2 separate regions of the Anas platyrhynchos genome follow, and region 2 is linked to region 1. A link is a contact called in public Hi-C data. All regions are on one chromosome and are shown on one strand. Each heading gives the region's core, a stretch centred on a gene start, on an enhancer-like site or on the middle of the called end of the contact. The rest is flanking DNA. Distances are from core to core; before and after follow the strand shown.

What was found. Hi-C and Micro-C count contacts between places; a contact is called where the count stands out from the background.
Region 2: a Hi-C map of liver shows a contact between it and region 1, with 3 times the contacts expected there. The contact joins two enhancer-like sites. A contact is called at or near these places in 3 of 8 Hi-C or Micro-C datasets (liver, skeletal muscle and subcutaneous adipose tissue).

What each region holds. Positions count from the first base shown.
Region 1 is chr1:109,494,490-109,499,148 of IASCAAS_PekinDuck_T2T, reverse strand. No RefSeq gene overlaps it. Among named protein-coding and RNA genes, the nearest start is that of BACH1, 18 kb to the left of the region's middle. Within about 2 kb of position 2,323, at least 1 of the 8 cell types and tissues checked has an H3K27ac peak or open chromatin away from gene starts, as enhancers often do.
Region 2 is chr1:109,536,829-109,541,487 of IASCAAS_PekinDuck_T2T, reverse strand. BACH1 (BTB domain and CNC homolog 1) reads right to left here. Exons shown (of 6, transcript XM_013097865.5): 6 at 1-180. Among named protein-coding and RNA genes, the nearest start is that of BACH1, 24 kb to the right of the region's middle. Within about 2 kb of position 2,052, at least 8 of the 8 cell types and tissues checked have an H3K27ac peak or open chromatin away from gene starts, as enhancers often do.

The DNA.
Region 1 (4,659 bases), core at 1,074-3,573:
CTTAGTTGTTTTTTTTTTTGCTATTATATAAATAATTTTAACATAAATAGTCCACAATCAGTTAGTACTAGGTAGAGCTTTGTAAAGTAAAGCTATTTAGGCCAGATTTCCAGGCAGGAATCAACACTGATCAATGTAAATCCAGCTGAAGTCGACAGAATTACTTTGGACACATAAAGATATTTCTGTATGACGTGGAAGTGTGATGAACTCTTTTAGCTTCTCAAGGGTGCCAGAACTCACTCAGCTCAGGTGTTCATGTTAGCTGTTGTCCAATGCTTTGCTGGAAACTACACCCTTGTGCAAGTATTTCTAGTATGTTAAAAACATTGGATATTGCCCTTTTGGTATTTTCAAACAGATACCATCAGATGGTGAGAAATCGGTAAACTGTCCTATACCAGATGAAGTAAAGAATGAGCAGCCAGAACCACTTAAGCAACAAAAACTCCACTTGGATAAATGTGACTGTATACTGGAAGTATTTACTGAGGCATCTGTATCTGCCTTGCAGTGGTAGTGGTAGATCTCACGTTACCCACCAGAGGGAGCTCACACAGTCAGATGTAAGAGCATCTTCCACGGACTTAAGTTAATGAGAGTTTTTCGAAGGGTCATAAATGGATTTAGGCACATTTTTAGCACATTTGAGTGCATACCTGGATGTAAGTTAGTTTATCTTGGAACTTTTATGTAGATATTTTTTCCTTGAAAGAATCCTTCTTTTCTGAAATTATTTCACAAATTAGTGTTCACATTCTCCTTGAATGCAGGTAAATTCAAAAGGAGGTATTATTTCGTATAGGAGTAGTGGGCTTCTTGTCTGATTAAACACTCCACAAGGGGCTGGGATCCCCAGATATGCCAAACATTTAGAACTGTATTTATGAGTATGTTTGAATGTGCCAGTCTCCCATGAGTATTAATACTTGCTTAGTATTTTCTGTAAGGACATGGATACAGAAGGGTCTGACTGAGAGGTGGTTAAGGTATTTAGCAGGTGGTGTTTTCAAATGATGTCTTTGCTTCTGGCTACTCTTACCAATTCTGAGTGTGGTTGACTTATTTAAGCTGCTCAGGCAGAGCAGGGGAGAGCAACAGACACGAGTCAAAGGAAGAAGCAGGAGGGACTGAAGTAATCAGTGCTGCGGAGGAAGTCTGTAGGCACAGGGCAGCCTGGGTTGCGCACCGGGATGTGCCATATGCTTGTGGAGCAGTCACAAGACAGAAGTGGGAGGTTTTTCATCACAGAACATCACATCACTGCCCCTTCGTGTGGGTAACTGCGGATCTAGTTAATAAAAGCAACAAACTCAGCTTGTGCAATGAAAGCAGTAAAGGCCGATTAGTGGGGATGCATTTATTTCAGTGCCAAAGTGCTCTAGCTTCAGTGTAGTTTTTACAACACATAGGCTATTTATCAAGGCTATAATTTGAGTATTTTTAATGCAAATACAGCCCTCGGCATGGATTCATCTGTACTAGAAGAACAGAGCCATATAATGGTTATTCCTCTTTCTATATGAGAACCACCTACAGTGCTATAAGCATCTATACCACAGGTAGCTCCACTGGTACTAGGCATATTAGACAAAAGCATAACCCTAAATGAAGTAAATATTCCAGTACAAAATGTTTGTGTAGAAAAGCCTTGGGAAACGTCCAAACAAAAGCTTTTTAATTTTGAGCTAAGGATAACAGTCTGTACATCCCACTGATGCTAGCCATAAAAAGCAAGCAAGAAAGCAGTTAAGGCATACAACTCACTCACCAGTTCCTCTTCTCAGCTGTAACTAGTTCCTTTCTGTCACTTGCAGTTCTCATATCCCTGTACTAATCCTGAGCACCCAAAAGATAGCCTCGCCCCTCGCCACACGTTTGTTACATCAGCACTCACATCCTCATTTCATTTCCCTAATTTCTGTATTAAAGTTTAATATAAAATTCAGACAAATAATTAAATCCATGGAGCAACTATTCTCATATGTTACTACGTAGTTCAGAGAAAGAAAACATATCTCACAGCCAGCACCTACAAGCTGGCAAAGGATCTTGCTGTTGTGTACCAGCACCAAGCCACAAAACATTGTATGGTTGTAACTTTTGGAAACTGTATGAAGGATGCAGCAATCATCAGACCACGTCATGAGACCACCAGTCAACCGGATCTGAGCTCCAGACTGATGCTGCTTGCTCAGGAAGGGGTAAAGAGTATGGGGGAATTAAAGGAACTGAGGTTTAGAAGGGGGAACTGGTGATCAACGTGTAGAAATGCTGAGTGACTCATGCTAAATCTTGTGCTTTCTACAGTTTGAACCACTGGACTGTGCAGTCTAGAAAGCCTGGGCTGAGGTATTGTGTGAATGATTGCCATCTTTCATGCATACAGCTATGACTAATGCATAGCACTCTTTGTGAAGAACACTGAAGAACCTGTAGGTGGCTGATACTGGTTCAAGCAAGGTAGATTGTCAAGAAGACAGTCAATAGTTTCATCATGTATTTTCCAAGGATGTTCATCAGTGTATTATCTGTGAGTCTCCCACATTACTTTTCCTACATTGTGCCGTGGTAAGATAAATTAATTTTCCTTATTTGCCCACCCACCTCCTTCTTTCAGCTGGAACTGAGGCACACACAGATGTGCCTCACATAAAATGTGCATTAATGGGGCCTGTTCAGAGATACACAAGGTATCACAGTCTGGAGTATTTAGAGCACCTTAGATGCACTGTGGTGCATCACAGAGCACTTCAAGTGTTGAAAGCATGACTTCTGCATACATCACAGCAGGTATTAATGCTCACTGATTTGGGAAATCAGAGCTTGATTTGGCATCTTCTCCCCTCTTCTCTGTGTATATATGTGCAAGGATGCTGTAACAGGAGGGAGAAGACCCTCAGGGCTGTGGGTGTGCACATGTAGAAGTATGTGCTTGGGAGAAGAAAGCCCTGCTATAATGGGTTCTGCCAGTTTTCCTGATAATCCTGCTGGCCAGGGACAGTGGTCCTGCTGCTATGTCTCTGCCTGAAGCAAACCTCCTTTCCCCGCAGTCCTCTTCTATCAGTGCACAACGTGGTGCTGCCAAAATGACAGCACCGCTGACATCTGTGTGCTGCCATCCTGAGCGCTGAGCAAGCAAAGAATGTTAGGTAGGGAAAAAGGAGCCATGTGTCATGCTCACAAAAGCTTAGGTGGCAATAAAGCCTTTGGGGAGAGAAAGGTGACACATTTCCAAAGATGATTAATTCACAAAAACAGCTGGAGCAGAGATAACTGTGGAAGGGGAAGTGTTAGAAAAAATAAAAAAAATAAAAAAATCGAGCTGCCAAACTCAAACCTGCAGGTTCTTATCTTCCAGACTTTTCAAATGTACAATTACCCTAGAATTTGGCTGTTTCAAGGCTGCATGAGTCATATCCTTGCTAACTGGAATACTTAAATTAAGCTTGTTCAGCATTTGTTATGATGGAAGGAAGTTACTTAGTAATAATAGGAAATAGATAGCACAGGTCTTGTTTTTTTAAACTCATTTACTTCACTGTTTTCTTAAGTGGTCTGAAGCAAACGCATTTGCCATTGTAGTGGCACGTTTACTTTTGCTAACCTGAATAACAGCAAGAAATGCACTTTCTCTGTGTAACAGACTGCAGCTGTATAGCTTTAGCCATTTAGAAACTCCTGCTGCCATCTGAGCCTTTCACTGGCTTTCCCTGCATTCTGGCCATGGGTGAATCGTGAGCACAAGCTTCAGATGCTCTGCTGGTTTGTTTGACCACGACTGCAGTTGTCCCAGGCTGCAGTCAGATGTTACAAAACTGGAGGTTTCATTGGCAGCTGAACCCAAAAGCTGAAAGTGGCTTCTACAATCCTGGGTGAAACATGACATAAACACATCTCTGAAACAACCGTATATAATGCTTTTTTACAGTGCTATACTTACAAAGGACCTAGTTAACAGAGTAATTTAAGGTCTCTCCTTAAATAACAGAAGGACACAAATCATATTATCTTTTGGAAAATACAGTATAACATGACAACAAAAGTTTTCCTTTAAAAAAAAACAACGAACTTTTAGCTATTAGGTCAGCAAAGCTACAGAGTTCAAAGTAGTATCTAGAGAAAAATTCATCATGTCAAAATTGGGGATGTATTGAATATGAAAATATGTATCTTTATTATGCTCTCGATAAAAAAAAAATCAAGATGTGAATGCTAAATAGAGCAGTAACTTCTCAGGAGGCTGTTCTACTCATTATAACACCTAGCAATATTTGAAAGATTTTCTGGGTTATGTTGACTGTTCTGCACTTTAATTTATTTGTCTATGAATATTTTTGGAAAATTCTAGTTTTATACTCTCTTCTCTTTAAATAACATTTTCCCTGCAATTTTCATTTTTCTTTATTATTTTTTTCATAGGATATTTCGATTTTCCATTCTTGGGACTTTTATTTTAGTTTTACCTAAATGTTCTAACTGAAACCAGGACAATGTGGTAAAATGTGGTAAGTTTCTCTGGGTCACTACTATCTGGAATATGAGCACCCAAGCTGGCATGCAAATATATTGATACAAAACGTTTATTTTTTACTTGAGCCATAGCTAAAAGTAGGAAGAAAAATTGATTGCAAATAGCCATCATCCAGTTTAAATACA
Region 2 (4,659 bases), core at 803-3,302, 43 kb before region 1:
GAATAAAAATGAAAGCGGACAATCTGAGGAAGAATATTTCGCAAGTATTTGTATTTGCTCATGACTCAAGGCTGCTTCCTTACACACCTGCTGGCAAAGTCCAGTCAAATTCTGCTTTGTCTCACCCAGAGTTGACAGAATGTGATTTCTCTCCTTCAGCAAGTTTTCTTTCTCATTTTGCTGCAAAGAAGAAATAGCTTTTTAGCATACATTTTAACACAAAAAAAATAAAACAAATCTGTAAATAACATTGCCAAATTCCTGCTGTTTCAGCAGACTGTAAGATCAACAATGACACAACCAAATGCCTACTAAAAGAACAATCCTACCCATCTTGAAGCATTAACTCAGCTATTTGAAGTGTCTTTTCCAAACAAAGTTCTTCAAAACTAATGCTGACAGCTAAAAGAATAACGCTTACTAATTAAATGAAACCTAGTTCCACTTACTGTAAATATTCCCAAAACATTAATTCTACAGGATAACACATCTACACTGTTACCAGCCCTGTTAGGTCAACCAAACATTAAGCAGAACAGTTTCCATGGATATTTTACATTGAAAATTTAAGCGTAAAAAAACAGACATCACATTTTCAGTATTGATACTACTCTGTTAGATGAAAATAAATTCAATACTCAGGAAGTACTAAACCCCACCACAGAACAAACAATGGACTTCAGAATTGTTTCTGAAGTAGAATAGGAAGATTTTACTTCAACACCATAATCTTTCCTGAGACTTCTGGTACAACTGGTTGAAGATGCAAGGACATGGAAAACTATGGGGCTAGCCTAATGATGTAAACAAGCAATGTCTGGAGGAAAAGAAAATGAGGAAACAAAGGACAGGAAATAAGACCCAAATGAAGTAGCTGAAAGAAGAAACATTTTTAGTTCTATAGTTAAAGAGGCAGAGTTTTGAAGACACGCATTTCAGTTTCTGCACGAAGTCTTAAATAGCTTTTGAGAAATAAATCACTATGGGTTACATCAATTCATTCTTAGAAATATTACTTTTATTTCTTCTCATATTCCTTCTTGCAGGAGAAACTCATACTGCAACCTCTACAATTTTTTTTTTTTTGAAAGAATTCACTAGTGTTAAGCAGCACTTTGCAAGGGAAGCAGTTTTTGCCAGCCTCTTTTGCTGAAAGTGATTAGAAAGAGTGCAGCTTTGCCAGATCTCCTAATCTGAAATGTACATTTTGGGTATGCAGAGTCACTCAGCTGTGCAGCATGGACTGATGAAATAATCTGAACTATTGCTTAACACAAACTTCAACACTCAGAAATATTTTTTCCCAGTGTAAGATGTGGGTGGAGAACTTAAGTTGTTAAGAAGTTAATGCATTTCAATTTTAGCTGCATTATATTAGTACTTCAAAGTAATGTTAACTAGGAAGTCAGAATAATCATCAAATTAAGAACTCTCACTGCTGGTGAAGAACCTATTTAGGTCATGCATTTCTCCTTGCTATAGTATATATAACAAGATCTCAGTTGCATTTCAGATCACAGCTATGGCCTGTCACACAGTGACACATCCTCCTCCTGAGCCATGGGATCTCCAAGGAAGTAGTGTTTCTTGAGGCCAGCTGTCCTTTACTCTGCCCCCCCCCCCCCCCCTCAAAAGTACCCACAGTCTAAAACTGGTGTCAGAAAGTACAAGGTAGGTGGATATGCATACAGGTGTTCTGAAAGAGCTGTTTCTATGAAGCCAATCTTTCCCTGAGAGGCCCACATGTATTCACACATACAGAACAGGAGTGAACAACAGGAACACAAAGGCTCACCCCAAAGGTCAATCAGCAAAGATTACATGGACTATACGAGGAGGGTCTGTCGTGGTTTCACACCAATGGCCAACTGACGTTGTCAAAGGAAGAGGTATGGGGAGGAGAAAATATGACCGCAAACAAACGCTTGCAGGTTGAGATAAGCATCGTTTAAAGGAAAAAAGAAAAAAAAGGGAGGAGAGTTTTGATACTGCGCCAAGCCTGCTCAGCAATAGACAAAACACTGCTGCGATATCAGGGCTGTTCTAGCTGCAGTTGCTGGACACAACACTCCATGGGCTGCTGTGGGGAATTTAACTCCACCCCTCCCAGACCCAGGGTCAAAGATGGTCTTCTGTACAGAGCTGGTCAAGAGAAATGACTAAATCCAATTCTCTCAGAGAGCAGTTCGATTCAACACAGCAGTACTTTTGTTTGCATGTAAGTGGAGCTTAACATAAGACTTTCAGATTCACAGAATCACTTGGATGGGAAGGTACCTCAGGAGGTCTGTAGTCCAGCCTCCCACTGAGCACAAAGTCACCTCTGAGTAAGATCAGTCTGCTCAGGGGTTTGTCCAGTGGTGTCATGAAAACCTCCTATGACAGAGCCCACACAACCTCTATGGGTAACCTCCTCCATTGCCTGCCCGTCCCCAGTGGTAAATGGGTTTCCATATATCCAGTTGAAACCTCCTATTTCTCTTTATGACAGTGTCTCCAGCTCCTGTGCTGTGAATAACACTACCTGCTAGGAGGCAGGAGTACTCCCATTCTCAACAGCTACATCATCTTGATGACTTTCCCCCAGATGTGGGCAGGTGGCTATTAGCTCTCCCCACAACCATCTCTCCCCAAGCAGAAGCAGCCCCATTTCATCTGCCTCTCCTCACACGAGTACTTCAGCCTTGATAGTCCTGGGGACCCCACTCCTAATTTTATTCATTTGTCAAGGTCCTTCTAGCACAGGGAGGGCGGTGGCGAAACTGGGCACTGTATTCTGGATTCAGTCTTATGAGTGCTAAGTATAGGAGCGCAATCACTGCCCTCAAACCACTGGCTGCACTCCTGTTAATACAACCCAGGATGCTGACAGCCTTTTTTCAGCCTGGACAAGCTGTTGACTCATGCTCAGCTGTTGACTCATGCTCATGCCCAGAACACTCCCCCAGGGCCCTTTCAGCAGAGCTACTTCCCAGCCAGTCTCCAGCCTCTACTAATGCAAGGGGTTAATGTCTGCCCCAGATAAAGGGGTTTCTCAAGAATGTACCACAAATATTATGTTTTTCTCAGATTAAAACAAAAACCCGATAAGCAACAACTCAGACATCCATACAAGACAACATGCTGCATATACTGGAAACCAGTATGGGTAGTTTTGCCAAATAATATTTCCTAACAGCACACAGTATTATCTACCTGTCCAAAGTTTTCCAACTATAGCTATACCTCATTATCCTCTCTCAGAGCCACATCACAGAGAATACTGTGGGAAGAACAACCAGCTTCTGAGACCCAAGACTAGCCCAGAAAAGCAGAAGGGAGGCAGGAGTCGTCATGCACAAAGCAAGCTGGGTGTGTACCACACAACACTCTTTAGATGTCTCTTCTTCCAGCCACCCAAAACTTATGCCTAGACAAGTCTCTAAGTTTCTGTATTTGTGCACAACTTCCACAAGTTTGACAGAGCACCACATCAGCTGCCCTAAGACACTCTCAACAGCTCCAAAACATCATCTTCTCAAGAAGTTCTGAAGAAACTTACCCACTCGGGGAAAAAAAAAAGTGACAGGAAACATTTGTGCCTAGAGCACAATGCAGAACTCAGGCTTCACCTCACAATTCTCAATGCTCATTGTCTAGCGCTCTCACAGCAATCTCTGTCAAACAGCAGACGTTCATTCTGTTCTAATGTAGGTCCACAGAAAAAAAGGATATTACACTGTAATTATCGTTTAGTCAACTACAGGTCTAATCTTGCAGATGAATCATGTCTTTAAATTTTTCTCCCCAAACTGTTGCACAATGTTGACAAAGTTACAAAACAAACAGAAATCGCATAAGACGACAGAAACAAAGTTCTGAAATGTCAGAAACAGCTCCTTGCTTAGCCTGAGTAATATAATTTGTTTTTATTAGCACAACCACCTGATTTCCCTCCCTGCTTGAGTATCTTCATTCAGCACACTAAATGGACTTGCTCTGTCAACTCATCAGGGTTGTATGGCACTCTCAGCCTTCCCTCAAAGTCTCGCATTTGCTGCAGAAAAAAAAATGTGAAAGACAAAGCATTTCTAGAAAATAAGTTTCTAGCCTGTGGTCCTTTGCTCTAGTTTTATTTTCTTTTTCACTTCAAGGTCAAAAGGAAAAAAACATGCTTACGTGACTACATATGCTCCTGATGCAGATACTACATTCACCTACATGGAGCACAAAATCTTAATCACCAGACACAAATTAAAAGTACAGTGAACCTAACTTTTTAGTTCATCTGGTGTAATCAACAACAAGACTGAGATGAGAGGGTCAGAAACAAACACTAGAGAAAAGCCATTCGCAACAACTTTCCTGCCAGAAGAACTTCAGATCACACACAACTGTCTGAAGCTACACATTTATCACTTTAAAGGAGTAGCAAATATGTAAACAGATGCCTGTAGAGAAATTTGGATGCATTAATTCCTCAGCTACAATCTTGATAAAACTGCAAGCAGCTTCCTGCATTCTGCTCTGTCTTCTGCCTTTCTGCACGTGTCTCACTTTTAAGATTCAAGACTCAAGAAATGGTTTCCCAGCCTGTGCTGGTATGTTACAAGGACAATTACTAACAATAGTGTAACAGTAAACTTGACCATGAGCCATATAACGAGTTGAAGAAAAAAA